Regions from separate parts of the Mus musculus genome. Here region 1 is linked to region 2. A link is a contact called in public HiChIP or PLAC-seq data. All regions are on one chromosome and are shown on one strand. The core of a region is the stretch at or near the end of the contact, and the rest is flanking DNA. Distances in the headings are between cores, read along the strand shown.

Evidence for each region. HiChIP or PLAC-seq counts read pairs in DNA pulled down with a chosen protein or histone mark.
Region 1: a contact with region 2 is called in an H3K4me3 HiChIP or PLAC-seq map of the 230-238 cell line, with 6 times the contacts expected there. The contact joins the enhancer-like site here to the promoter of Wtip in region 2. A contact is called at or near these places in 2 of 15 datasets of contacts at CTCF or cohesin (large pre-B cells and pro-B cells), 1 of 484 Hi-C or Micro-C datasets (embryonic stem cells), 2 of 115 datasets of contacts at active chromatin or transcription factors (the 230-238 cell line and large pre-B cells) and 1 of 9 other capture datasets (embryonic stem cells).

The regions. Positions count from the first base shown.
Region 1 is chr7:33,896,763-33,902,590 of GRCm38.p6, forward strand. No RefSeq gene overlaps it. Among named protein-coding and RNA genes, the nearest start is that of Scgb2b26, 45 kb to the right of the region's middle. Within about 2 kb of position 3,784, at least 22 of the 459 cell types and tissues checked have an H3K27ac peak or open chromatin away from gene starts, as enhancers often do. A contact at or near this core is called in the 230-238 cell line and pro-B cells, where this site is marked.
Region 2 is chr7:34,130,469-34,136,392 of GRCm38.p6, forward strand. Wtip (WT1-interacting protein) reads right to left here and starts at 2,800. Exons shown (of 8, transcript NM_207212.2): 1 at 2,021-2,800. The coding sequence starts at 2,591.

The DNA.
Region 1 (5,828 bases), core at 2,534-5,033, 230 kb before region 2:
CGCCAACAAGGCCTATCTTCATAATAGTGCCACTCACTACGGGTCAAACATTGAAAAACATGTGTCTTTGGGGGCCATTCCTATTCAAACCACCACAAAATCCCACTGCACTTTTTAAAGCACAATTTAGTCTACATGCACATGTATAACACAGATGCAGCAGAGGTCATGAAGGACAGTGGTGTGACTGTCAAGTGCTATCATCTTCAGCCAAAGTCAGAGAAGGTGTGATAAGTAAGCAACTGTCAAGAATGGGTGTGACTTTAATTTACTCACTACCTACTTTTAATGATGGTTCTTAAACACTTAAACCTCCCTTCTACTCACCTCAACAAGAGGTAGTAGAAAAGTTAGGATACCGGGGGAGAGGACCTGTTTAAATATGGTTCTTTGGAACAAATCCCATCTCTTTTGTCAGGAAATCAGAAATCCAGTTCCTACATCAGCAAGAACAGCTCAATCTACTCACAAATACTTCATGGATATACCAGAAGTCCAGTTCAGAACTATTGGTTTACAAGAGGTGTTGGCACGACCTAGCAGGAACTGCCTGGCCTTGGCCAAATCTGCATGAGTCATCAGGTTAGACCAGGGCCAACAGGAAATTCAGGAGAAATTCACAGCTGTGCCTCTTTCATCAAAGTGAAGATTAGCAAAGACACAAGATCAAGAAGTGTATTGCTATGCAAGCAAGCCAAGATCCTCCCACAGTTCATTGGGTCCTATTTATGGCCCTCCAAATGTCACTTTTCCTCCGTGGATCTTGCCTGACAGGTGTCTTGTCTCAGCATCTGAGTCTAACTTAGTTGACATCACTCTACCCGTGGTCCTGGGTCTTAAAAAGCAGCAAGAAGCCCCATCACACAACCACAACGCTTTTGGTGCCGTTCTCTGTGTGGAGTCCCAATAAATGGAGCTCAAGAATGCAACGTAAGGTGGACCAACTTTTTAGATTTGGCCTATGCTGCTTGCATTACGTTCATTTGGTCCCAAAAACTGCACAAGAATCTGTGTGTCAACATGTAAGACACTGAGGGACCCTGATCCTAGTTGATTTTCATTGGTAAATAAAGGCCCAGCACACCACTAGAAGTTTTTTGGTGTGTTTTTCTCTAGGGATACCAGACAAATGGAGCTCAACTGCATTATGTAAGGCAGACCAATACATGTGTGTAGTCAGCAAAGAATCCTTCATCACATGTCCTTTCACATGCTTGCTTTAACAGAACATCCTTTATCCTGTGTCTGCTTCAGTGAAATATCCCTTCATAAGTCTGCCTTAGGCTTTCACCTGTGTTTAGTTCAGCACAACCTTCCTTCAGGTTTTTGCCTGAGTGTAACACCATCCAATACAATTGACTTTCCAAGAACCCTGAAGTTTCTACTTCAAATGGGGCTTGAAGGTGCAAAATGAATTGTGGTGCCAACTTTTCCTTGCCAGGAAGACCCCAAAGGGCCACTGGAAAGGTTTCTGGAACATTACAACACAGTCAAACACTCTTCATCCAGACTCACCTAAGGAATGCCTTGTGTATGCCTGTCGTGTTGTGTCCCATATCACAACTGCTCTCACTCCACTGGATGACTACATGAACTCTGGAAGGTACATCCATGTTTGTTAGAAAGGTAAGGAAGGTAAAAATAGAATGGTATCTTGGGACAAGCCCCACTATTAGACCATAGAAAAGGAAACATCAAAACTGTAGAGTTTTCTCAGTGGGAGAAAAAAAAAAAGATGCTGGTTACTAAGCCTGATGATCTGAGTTGAATCCCAAGACCTATCAGTTGGCCAAGGAGAACCAACTCTGACTCCAATGTTTACACTTATCCCTTCCCCAATCCATTCTCTCTCTCTCTCTCTCTCTCTCTCTCTCTCTCTCTCTCTCTCTCTCTCTCTCTCTCTCTCTCATAAAAGTAGATTATAAAAGGTTTTAGTCTGTGGACTGTTTCCTGGGTATTTTGTACATTTTTGGCCAATATCCACTTATGAGTGAGTATAAACCATGCATGTCCTTTTATGTCTGAGATATCTCACTCAAGTGATAATTTCTAGCTCCATCCATTTGCCCTGTAAAACTCATAATGTCCTCCATCTTAATAGTTGAATGGTATTCCATTGTGTAAATGAATCACATTTTCTATATCTATTCTTCTGTTGTGGGACATCTAACCCAGGCCCCTGAGATCACTCAGATACTGAGCCACCAACCAGGCAGCATACACTAGCTGGTCTAAGGCACCCAACAAGTACATATAAGAGGACTGTCTCATCTGGCCTCAATGATAGAAGACACACCTAACCCTTAAGAGCCTTGAGACCTCAGGGAATGGGGAAGCCTGAAAGGGTGTGGGGATGTGTGGGGTTGGGGACATTCTTTTGGAGATGGGGGAGGAGGATGAGGATGAACTGTTTGGAGGGCAGGATGGGAAGGGAATAATGACTGGACTGTAAAAAAATTAAAGATAATAAAAAATTGATTTTAAACCACAAAGAAGCATCTCACAGCTATGGGTCAGTACTCTCCAGAGATACTGACTTTATCAGTCCTGGGAAACCTTAAGGAGAGGGGACAAGGGAACACATTACACACTGACACCAACAGTGGTTTAAATATGCTTCACCATGGAAATTGTGACTATTAGGAGGCTTAACCTGATTGGAATAAGAGTGGTCTTCTTGGAGGAAATGTTTCACTCTGTAGGTGGGATTTGAAATGTCCTAGCGCTCATCCTCCATCCAGTGCCAAAGAGACCTGCCTCCTGGCTACCTCAAGAAGCCAGTCCACTCCTGGATGTCTTAGAATCAAGATGTAGAAGTCTAAGCTCCTTCTCCAGCACCATGTCTGCCTGCACACTGCCTTACTTCCTACCTTGACATTGAACTCAACCTCTGAAAGAATAAACCAGCCCTAATTAAGTGTTTGCCTATATTAAAATTGACATGATTATGGTATCTTACCACAGCAATAAAACCCTAACTAAGACACACAACAAGAACAATCCTTGATAAAAAGCACTCAGAAGCCAGAGGCAGGTTGATCTCTGAGTTGAGGTCCAACCTGATCTACAGTGTGAGTTCTAGAAAAGCCATGGCTAACCAGAGAAATCCTGTCCTGAAAAACCAAAGAGAAAAGTATGATCCCTGAAGAAAAGGAAGTGCCCGCCCTAGGCAGGAGTATGTAAAGGAATCTGAGGCCACAATACTAAAGTGCTCATGCATCATTTCATAGTAAAGGAGTCTCCTTGTGCCACACCAACTCCAATGGAATCTGTGTAGCAATGAAAGAAAAACTCCTTGAATGGTAACCATTCACTGAGATTTGTGCTCTGTGGAGCTAGGTCTCCTGGAGGTCCCTGGCAGTCTGCCCGTCCCATGTCCCCTTCTGGCATGCTTGGCTGGATGGCAGTTGCTGATACAAAGAATTTTGTGATTTGGAAAGATGTATCTTTAGCTGTTTCAGGAACTGAAAGTACTAGACAGGAAACTGTGCTGGGTGCTTCAACCTCAGTGTCCTCAACCACAGAGCTGGTGTATGTAGCAAAAATAGATGAGAATCTGATTGGAATTGCTCGCAATGTCATCCCACTAGAGATTTTGTCTGAAACAGCACAATTGATTTTGCAGATCTTGCAAAGAGAAAATATGATTTTGGGCGCTGTCATTAATTTAATACAACAATTAGATTTAGGCATTAATAAAATTGTCAGATGTAAAAGAGAAACTATACAGGATGAAGAAATCCAGAATTTATAGGAATTAGGACTAACAGTGAAAGGGGGGGTGATTAGTCAGTTCTTGTGAAGCTGAGTAGAGGATAGTGGGAAGTACCTAGATATCATGGACCTTACAAGTTTAATCCAACAAATGCTCCACTTCCATGGACTGGAATTTATGATAAGAACTTAATCAGATGGATTGTGGAAAATGAGATATTCAGAATTAAGTCTATGGGAAAGAATAAGAAGTAGGGCTCCTTGGTATGCCTTAACAGATGAGCAACAGTGGACCTTGAGGTGGCAGATGTATGTTTTCCTATCATTTGGAGATACTTACTCCTAGATAGCCAGGAGTAGACATATTTGGTAATAAAAGAAATAAGCAAGAAATATTATAAAGTTTAGATTGGGATTGCATGTGCTGTTGAATAAGATCATTAGAGTAGTAAATAAAAGGTTATAAGATTCTTGAGTCAATATGAAAGTTCAGTCTGGCAGCAAAACCACAGGTGGGCGCCAATGGGTGATTTAATTTCCTAGTAAGCTATACTTGTGTTAGGTTTAAAGAGGAACTAAGATATGTGATTTGTCAAGAGAAAATTGTTCCTTCTTGATTGTGTATATAATCTGAACCCTGAGGTAAAGATTTTGCAGCAGCAGCTTCACCATTGAGTGCTTGTCTGTCTGTCATGCCGATCCTATTCCCAACCTGGTTCCAGTCACCTTGGGTTCCTGACCACTTAGGTGGAATTCCCACTGCATAGTCCGCGGCATCCTTGACTCATTCAGAAGCTTCTGCTATGCCTGGCAAAGGTCCACAGCCACATTCTCAATGGCCACATTCTCCACCATGCAAAAGAAAGCATTGTCCCTATAGCCTATCCACTGTAAACCTATACACAATAACTACCATCCTGCTCTCCTGGCTCCCTTCTCCCTAGCTCACCTCACTGGAGACTTGAGGCCAATGACACCTGTCTATTACTCACTCCTGCTCCAAGTGAAGCCTATGCTACCCACAAACAAAGTGTGTGCACAAATAAATGTCATCTCAACTTTGGGCCTAGAAAGAAGGACCCACACACCCTCTCTGGCCAGCAAAGATCTTACCTCCAAAACTTACCTCTTGTGTACACTCACCCAGACATCTTTTGTTCTTAAGGTATCAAGGTTGGTCAAGTTGCTGGAAGCATTTTGGTCACATGTGCTCCACAGCCAAAATCTGCACCATTCCAAATGCCAGCTGATGGCTCTTTCCTTGCAGCTGAATTGAGAAGCAATATTTGAGCTATCCCCAACCTGATTGGAGTTGCTAGATCTTCACTCTACTTTAAAGTATGCATGGTTCCCAATTCCCTCACAATAAAAACTCAGTTCCTCATTTGCATTCTGGACCTGAGTCTTGTATCCTGCCTGACTGGACCTGTAAAACATGAGACACAATGCAGTCTTGCCTCTAGGCACTTGTGTATGCCCAGTGTTTTTAACACCTCCTACAGAACATTTTATCAATGGGGTAAATCCACATAACACCTGGTCTGGACTCCAGACTCCAGAATCCACAGGGGAGTTGTGAAGCCCCAGCATACAATTTAGTAGTCAGATGAATGGAACATACATATGGGAATAGCTGATAAAACACCTGCTCATCAATGCATTGTTCTTACATGGTTCTATAGCCATGGAAACCTGTGAAAAGATCATTACTTTAAGTAGAGGACATCATGGTGGAGATCTGAACTTATGCAACCCTATCATTGGACTGGACAAGGTAGCTCTCACACGAATAATTTTTTATTATGAAAATTTAATATCTGAGAGAAAGAAGTCAGAGTTCCAGTAACTCACTGAGGAGTCATGCCAAGGATTTTTTAGATTATTTTATGTGTGTGTGTGTATGTGTGTGTGTGTGTGTGTGTGTGTTGCATTTATATATGTCTGTGAACCATATGTGTGCAGTGATCATGGCAGCCAGAAGAGAGTGCTGGATTTCCTTCATATGTGAGCAGTCATGTGCATGCTGGGAACTGAACCGTTCTCTCGAAATGCAGTCACTGTTCTTAACCACTGAGCCATCTCTCCTGTCACTGGGTTTCATTTTAATTTACTTT
Region 2 (5,924 bases), core at 1,550-4,049:
ACACTGTTCATTTGCCTGAGTACTTGCCTTGCATGCATGAAGGCCAAGGTTCCATCCTCATCACCCCATAATCTAGCTGATTGTGCTGTGCACACCTGCAATCCCAATGCTTGGGGTTTAGGCTTGGGAAAGGCTGTCCTGAGCTCCGGAGCACATTCTGGAGCAGCTTGCACTAGATGAGAGCTTATTCAGAGAGGGAAACCTCTATAATCAGCCAGCGCAGTCTCCTGTGTGGCTAACAGGGCTAAAGCTGAGCCCTCGGTGCTCTTTAGAAAGGATCCTCACCTCCAGCAGTTTTGGGCTATAGTGTCTTTACCCTCACATTAAATACCCAGCATAATACGCAGACTTGAGAGTGGCCACAGGGGCCAACAGACAGACCAATGCTGAGCCTCTAAGTGTGCACGGGCCAGAAGATGATCAGATGCTCAACCAAGAGCACAGAGAGTATCCGGCTGAAATGTCTCAATTTGGCTCCTGGCAGAAGGTCAGTTTTTCACTCACCTCCTACTCCCAGGCCATTTACAGCAGCCATCACCTCGGCTAAACCACAGATTCCCCATCCTGACTTCTCACGTCATCAGATCAAGCATCTCATTCCAAAGCCAAACCACTCTAGCCCGTGCATGCCCTTGACCATCCTGGGCTACAACCTTCTCATACCCTCACTTTCTTCCTCCACCCTGGAAAACACCCACACGACCTGCTAAGGTCTACTCCCCTAAGATCTACTTCAAAGCATCGTGGAGCTGCTAGCTCTACTGAATGTGAGACAGCTCAGACTCAGCCAGCCCTGTCCCAGGCTTGCTAACCATACACATCCCCAAGCCAGCTTCACTCCCTGTACCTGACTCACCTAACTGTTGTGCCAAGAAAAGCCATCAGAGACTTTGGGGCCTTGCTAATGCATGTGATTTCTTTACCAGGGCTGTTATGAGTCAGAGTCCCTTTCTTTGGTATTTAATGATATAAAGTCTATTTTCTGTTGCCACTTTTTGAAGCACAGTCTGACTTTGTAGCCTTGACTGTTTGGGAACTACATGTAGACGAGGCTGGCTTTAAACTATCCTACTGTTCCTGAACCCCCAGTGCTGGCATCACAGGTCTGTACCAACCATGCCAAGCTAAAGGGTGACGTCTGAACGCGTATTTTTCTTTGTATTTTTTCTATCTATGTGTAACCAGATGTAAGGCTGGTTTGTGGTTTTGTTTATTTGCTTTGCCTTGCTGGAAAACAAACCTAGGGCAGTGATAGGCAAGTGCTCTATCACAGAGCTACCCCCCTAGCTCGGTATTCTTGTAGGAAATATCCTGTTTATAAGACCTAGCCCAGAGAAGCCTTGAATGCTTGCCTTGGTCCTGTAGCCTCACACAGTTCCACCTACAGCCTCTACCAGCACTGAAGTCTCAGTCACACAGGTTCAGGGGTACCCGGGGAACCCCATCTTTCTGCCCCTATCCATGCCTCAGTTGGAAGGGGAGACGCTTCCGTTCTGCTCTTCATCAAACTTTATTAGGGGCAATACTAGGGATGAAGAAGAATGCCCAGCAAAGGAGCTTAAGAATGGGTCAGCAGTAAGAGCTTGGTGCTCTTGCAGAAGACTCAACTTCTCAACGGAGAAGACTCAGTTCCCAATACTGCTCACAACCAGACTCCAGTTCCAGGAATCTGACACCTTCTGACCTCCCGAGGTACTTTCAATATACACCTAACTGAATCTTTTGCAGAGTCCATATGTCTCTACTCCTAGAACTTCAGAGTCGGGGGCAGGAAGACAGGCCAGTCTAAGCTACAGAGTGAAACCTTGTCTCTAAGTAAATAATCATTTTTTTAAGTGTCCAGAAAACAGGTTAGGCTGTCAATCAGCCTGATTTTGTCTGGATCCCACCCCTCACCCACCCCCACCCCACCCCCGCCTCAAGTCAGGAAGCGCCGGGCATCTCCGCATCCGTGGCTGGAGAACAGCCCTTACCAGAACCCCGGGACCCCCGACCCAGACCCTGGCCCGCGCACGCTCACCAAAGTAGTCTCGCGCCGTGCGCGCCTCGAGCGCGCGCTCCAGTTCCCGCGTGAGCGCCTCCAGCCGCCGCTCGGCCGCACTCGGGCCGCCCTCCCGGCCCGGGGGCAGCGGCAGCGACGGCAACGGGAAGGGGAACTGGGCAGGCTCCGGAGAGCGGGCGGGCGCCGGGCCGACGCCGGGCGGCAGCAGGTCTGCACAGGCGCCCGCTGAGCCACGGGAACCCAGGCTGGACACGCTGGAGCGCGCGCTGCCCCCCGACGGCGGCCCGGGGCCGGGGCCGTGGCGCTGGTCATAGCCCAGGCTGATACCGCTCGAGCGCGCGCTGCCGCCGTCCGAGCCCGCGAGGCTGGCGCGCGGGCCTCGCTCGGGGCGGCTCGGGACGTCGGGCGCGGCCTCGGGGCCGCCGCAGCCACCCTTGCCTCGGCGGCCCGACGCTGGCGCCGCCTCGTCCACGGCCCTCGGCCCGCGCCGCACGCGCCCTGGGGAGCCGGCGGTCGGCTCCGACTCGCGCAGGCCCAGCCCGGCCAGGAGCAGAGCCGCGTCGTCCGCGGCCGTCCGCGAGCGCTGCATGGCCGTCGGCCCGCCGCGGCGCGTCACCTCCGCCTCCGCCGCCCGCCGCCGCCGCTCCGGCAGCGCCGCCGCATCGTCCGCCGGCCCGCAGCCCGCCCCGGGACCCCTGGGCGCGGGGCGGGGCGGGGCCCGGGTCGCGGTCGCTCGGCGTGGGCCGCACTCTCGCGCGGGGCCGTGGCGGGGAGGGAGGGAGGAACGGAGGCGCGCGGCGGAGGAATGCGCGCGCAGCTCGGGGCCGCGCCCCCTCCGCTTCGAGACCGCGCGCAGGGGGCGGGGGGACGGAGGGACTCCTTTGCCCCGTCAGGAATGTGAGGAAGGAGACTGCGCAGCGGCCTCTGGAATGTGGGGGGGGGCGGCGACGGCCCGGCCGAGGGGTGCGCAGACTTCGCGAGGACGCGGGCGGGACAGCGGTGGCCCAGGCTCTGGTCCACCCCGAGGCCTCAGGGCACATTCCAGATTCCCCCCCCACCCCCAGGCTGAGCCCCGAGCCCACATCCTCCCTCCCCATATTCCTCCCTGGCCCTCTGCTAAAGGAACACAGCCTGATGCTGCCTGCTTTGTGCCACATGGATGTGACACCAACGTGGGAATTCTGGCAGTTTCAAAACACAGTGTAAGGATTCTAGCAAAGTCTAGGTATAACCGTCCCAATTACACATTCTGGGACTTAGAAAAGAATCACGGGATGAGTTCCGGGACCCATTGTAAGTGTGACTTCCACCAAAATTCTTTTAGGCTGGAGCCATGGCTCAGAGGTTAGGAGAGTTTGTTGCTCTTGCAGGGGACCCAAATTCAGTTCTCAGCATCCACACGATGGTTCACAACTCTCCTTAACTCCAGTTCGAAGAAATCTGACCACCTCTTCCACTGCTAGGCATGAACGTCGTGCATGATGTACAAGCAAGCAAAACAAGCCTGTTTATCAACTGGCATCCCTACTTTAATTGGAGAGCCATAATGAGTCTAAGGGTTTTTTGTTTGTTTGTTTGTTTGTTTGTTTGTTTTTTCCGATGTGAGGGGACTCTCAGAATTATTGTCAATTTAGAACCAGTATCCACTAGGCCTTGGAAAATCCAGTTGTTTCCTTTTCTCCGTGTTAGTTACCCTGGTAGAAGGAAGCAGGCTGAACGTGAGACTCCCATATTGTATCTTACCCCAAACCCACAAACAAACAAAAATCTGTCTTACCCTGCAAGAGCTGTCATGGGAAAGAAAACCAAACCTCATGTGTTGTGTCCCAGTAATCAGGAAAACAGTTTTAAAGGAAAGCCCTTCACTTCCAGACTCCCTTTTCTCAGAGGGGGATGGTAACATGCCCCAGTACCAGGGGAAGGGAGCTTGTTGGCAGCAGACTGACCTACCCAGATGCACAGAAGCCTGGCCTTCACTGTGCAAAGAGCCAGCTGGGACACCTGCTTCCCAGATGGAAGGGAAACTGTAGTGTCTGGCCCATCCCCCCCAACCCGCCCTCCAACCTCCCCACACACACATGCACCTCCTAGGACCTAAGGAATTCCAGCTCTGCCTTATGCACACAAGGTGTGGAAGCAAGTATTTGAGGAACAAATGTCCAGTCAGGAGAGCCACCTCATGGTCCAATGAGAAAGGAGAAACCATTTGACCGGTGATCCCATTTCACTGATCACATTTATCAGCCATTTAAAAGTGAAAATGTTGGGGGCCAGTGAAAAGCCTCCAGAAGGTAAAAACCACTTGTATACATATACCTAATGCCTTATTTAGTTCAATCCTCAGAACCCACAGTAGAAGGAGAGAACCAGGTCCTTAAAGTTGTCTTCTGACCGCCGCCACATACACACAAATCAGGGCTGGTTGATATGCCTGACCACCCACATTACATTCCCTGGACCCACACACACCAGGAGTAGACTGCAAAGTTCTTCTCAGACTTCCATATACACACACTGTGTGTATACAAGCACATCCACATGTGAACGTGCACACACAGATTACTGAACTACCATAAAATTATAAGCAGAAATTTCTTTCAAAACATCTATTCTAGGTTATGATTGTCCCAGGCTATAATCAGGAGGCTGAAGCAGGAGGATCACTTTTGAAGCCAGCCTGGGCTGCATAGCAAGAACTGCCACCACCTCCCAATAAAAACAAGTAAATGTTTCAGTCCAGCTTTCACAGTTAGAACCTTCAGAATTCAAATGATACATTAGTGTCCAGGGTCAACTAAAATCCATTTCTCTAGAAATAAGAAAACCTAAAAGTAAAGCAACCTAAAATGACCAAATATGGGATAGTAGAAGACGCAACTTCTATGAAATGGCATCCGTTGTTTACTGATGAATCTGCATGCTTCACGTCCTAGCACTGGAGAAACGGAGGCCAGCTGGAAGACTGAAGCAAAAGGAACACACATTCAAGGCTTGCCTGAGCTCCAGAACAAATTCCAAGTCAGTCTGATCAATGTAGTGGGACTCTATCTCAAAAAAAAAAAAAAAATCATAAAAGGAGCTGGGGGTCAGGGAGATGGTTTGGGGAAAAGGCACTTGCCACCAAACCTGATGACCGCAGTTCCATCTGTGGGACTCATAAGATAGGAGAACCCCTCCACTAAAAGTTGTAGTCATCATCTGGTCACACCAGATAGATAGATAGATAGATAGATAGATAGATAGATAGATAGATAGATAGATAGATATGACAGATAGATGTGAAAGCCTAGTTGGACCCCTCAGTACCACAAATGAGCTAGTGTGAGAGTGTACACATTATTTACAGAAACCAAGTGCGTCACGGTGACTCACACCTACAGTAATTATTTTATTCTAATGACTTATAAGAGTTTGTTACATATTTTCACTACCAGTATACCATTTTTTACAAATAGTTTCTACTAGTTTACGTCTTCTCCGTCTCCTCCCTTTGATGTGTCTTCATAAGAACAGAAGTTATTTTATGGGGTTGGAGAGCTGGCTCAGCAGTTAAAAGTACTGCTTTTAAATATATATTGGTTGTTCGAGACAGGGTTTCTCTGTGTAGCCTTGGCTGTCCTGGAGCTCACTCTGTAGGCCAGGCTGGCCTCGAACTCAGAAATTCGCCTGCCTCTGCCTCCCAAGTGCTGGGATTGAAGGTGTGGGCCACCACCGCCAGGCTCCTAGCAACACTTTTTTTTTTTTTTTTTGGAACAGTAATTGTGTTCGGAATATAACTAAACAGAACTAGGGGCCTACAGTTCTACTTGGTTGATTTTCTTTTTTCCTCCCTCCCTCTCTCTCTCCCTCCCTCCCTCCCTTCCTCTTTCTTTTCAGCCCAGGCTGGCCTCAAACTCTCTATGTAGCCAACACTGACTGTGTA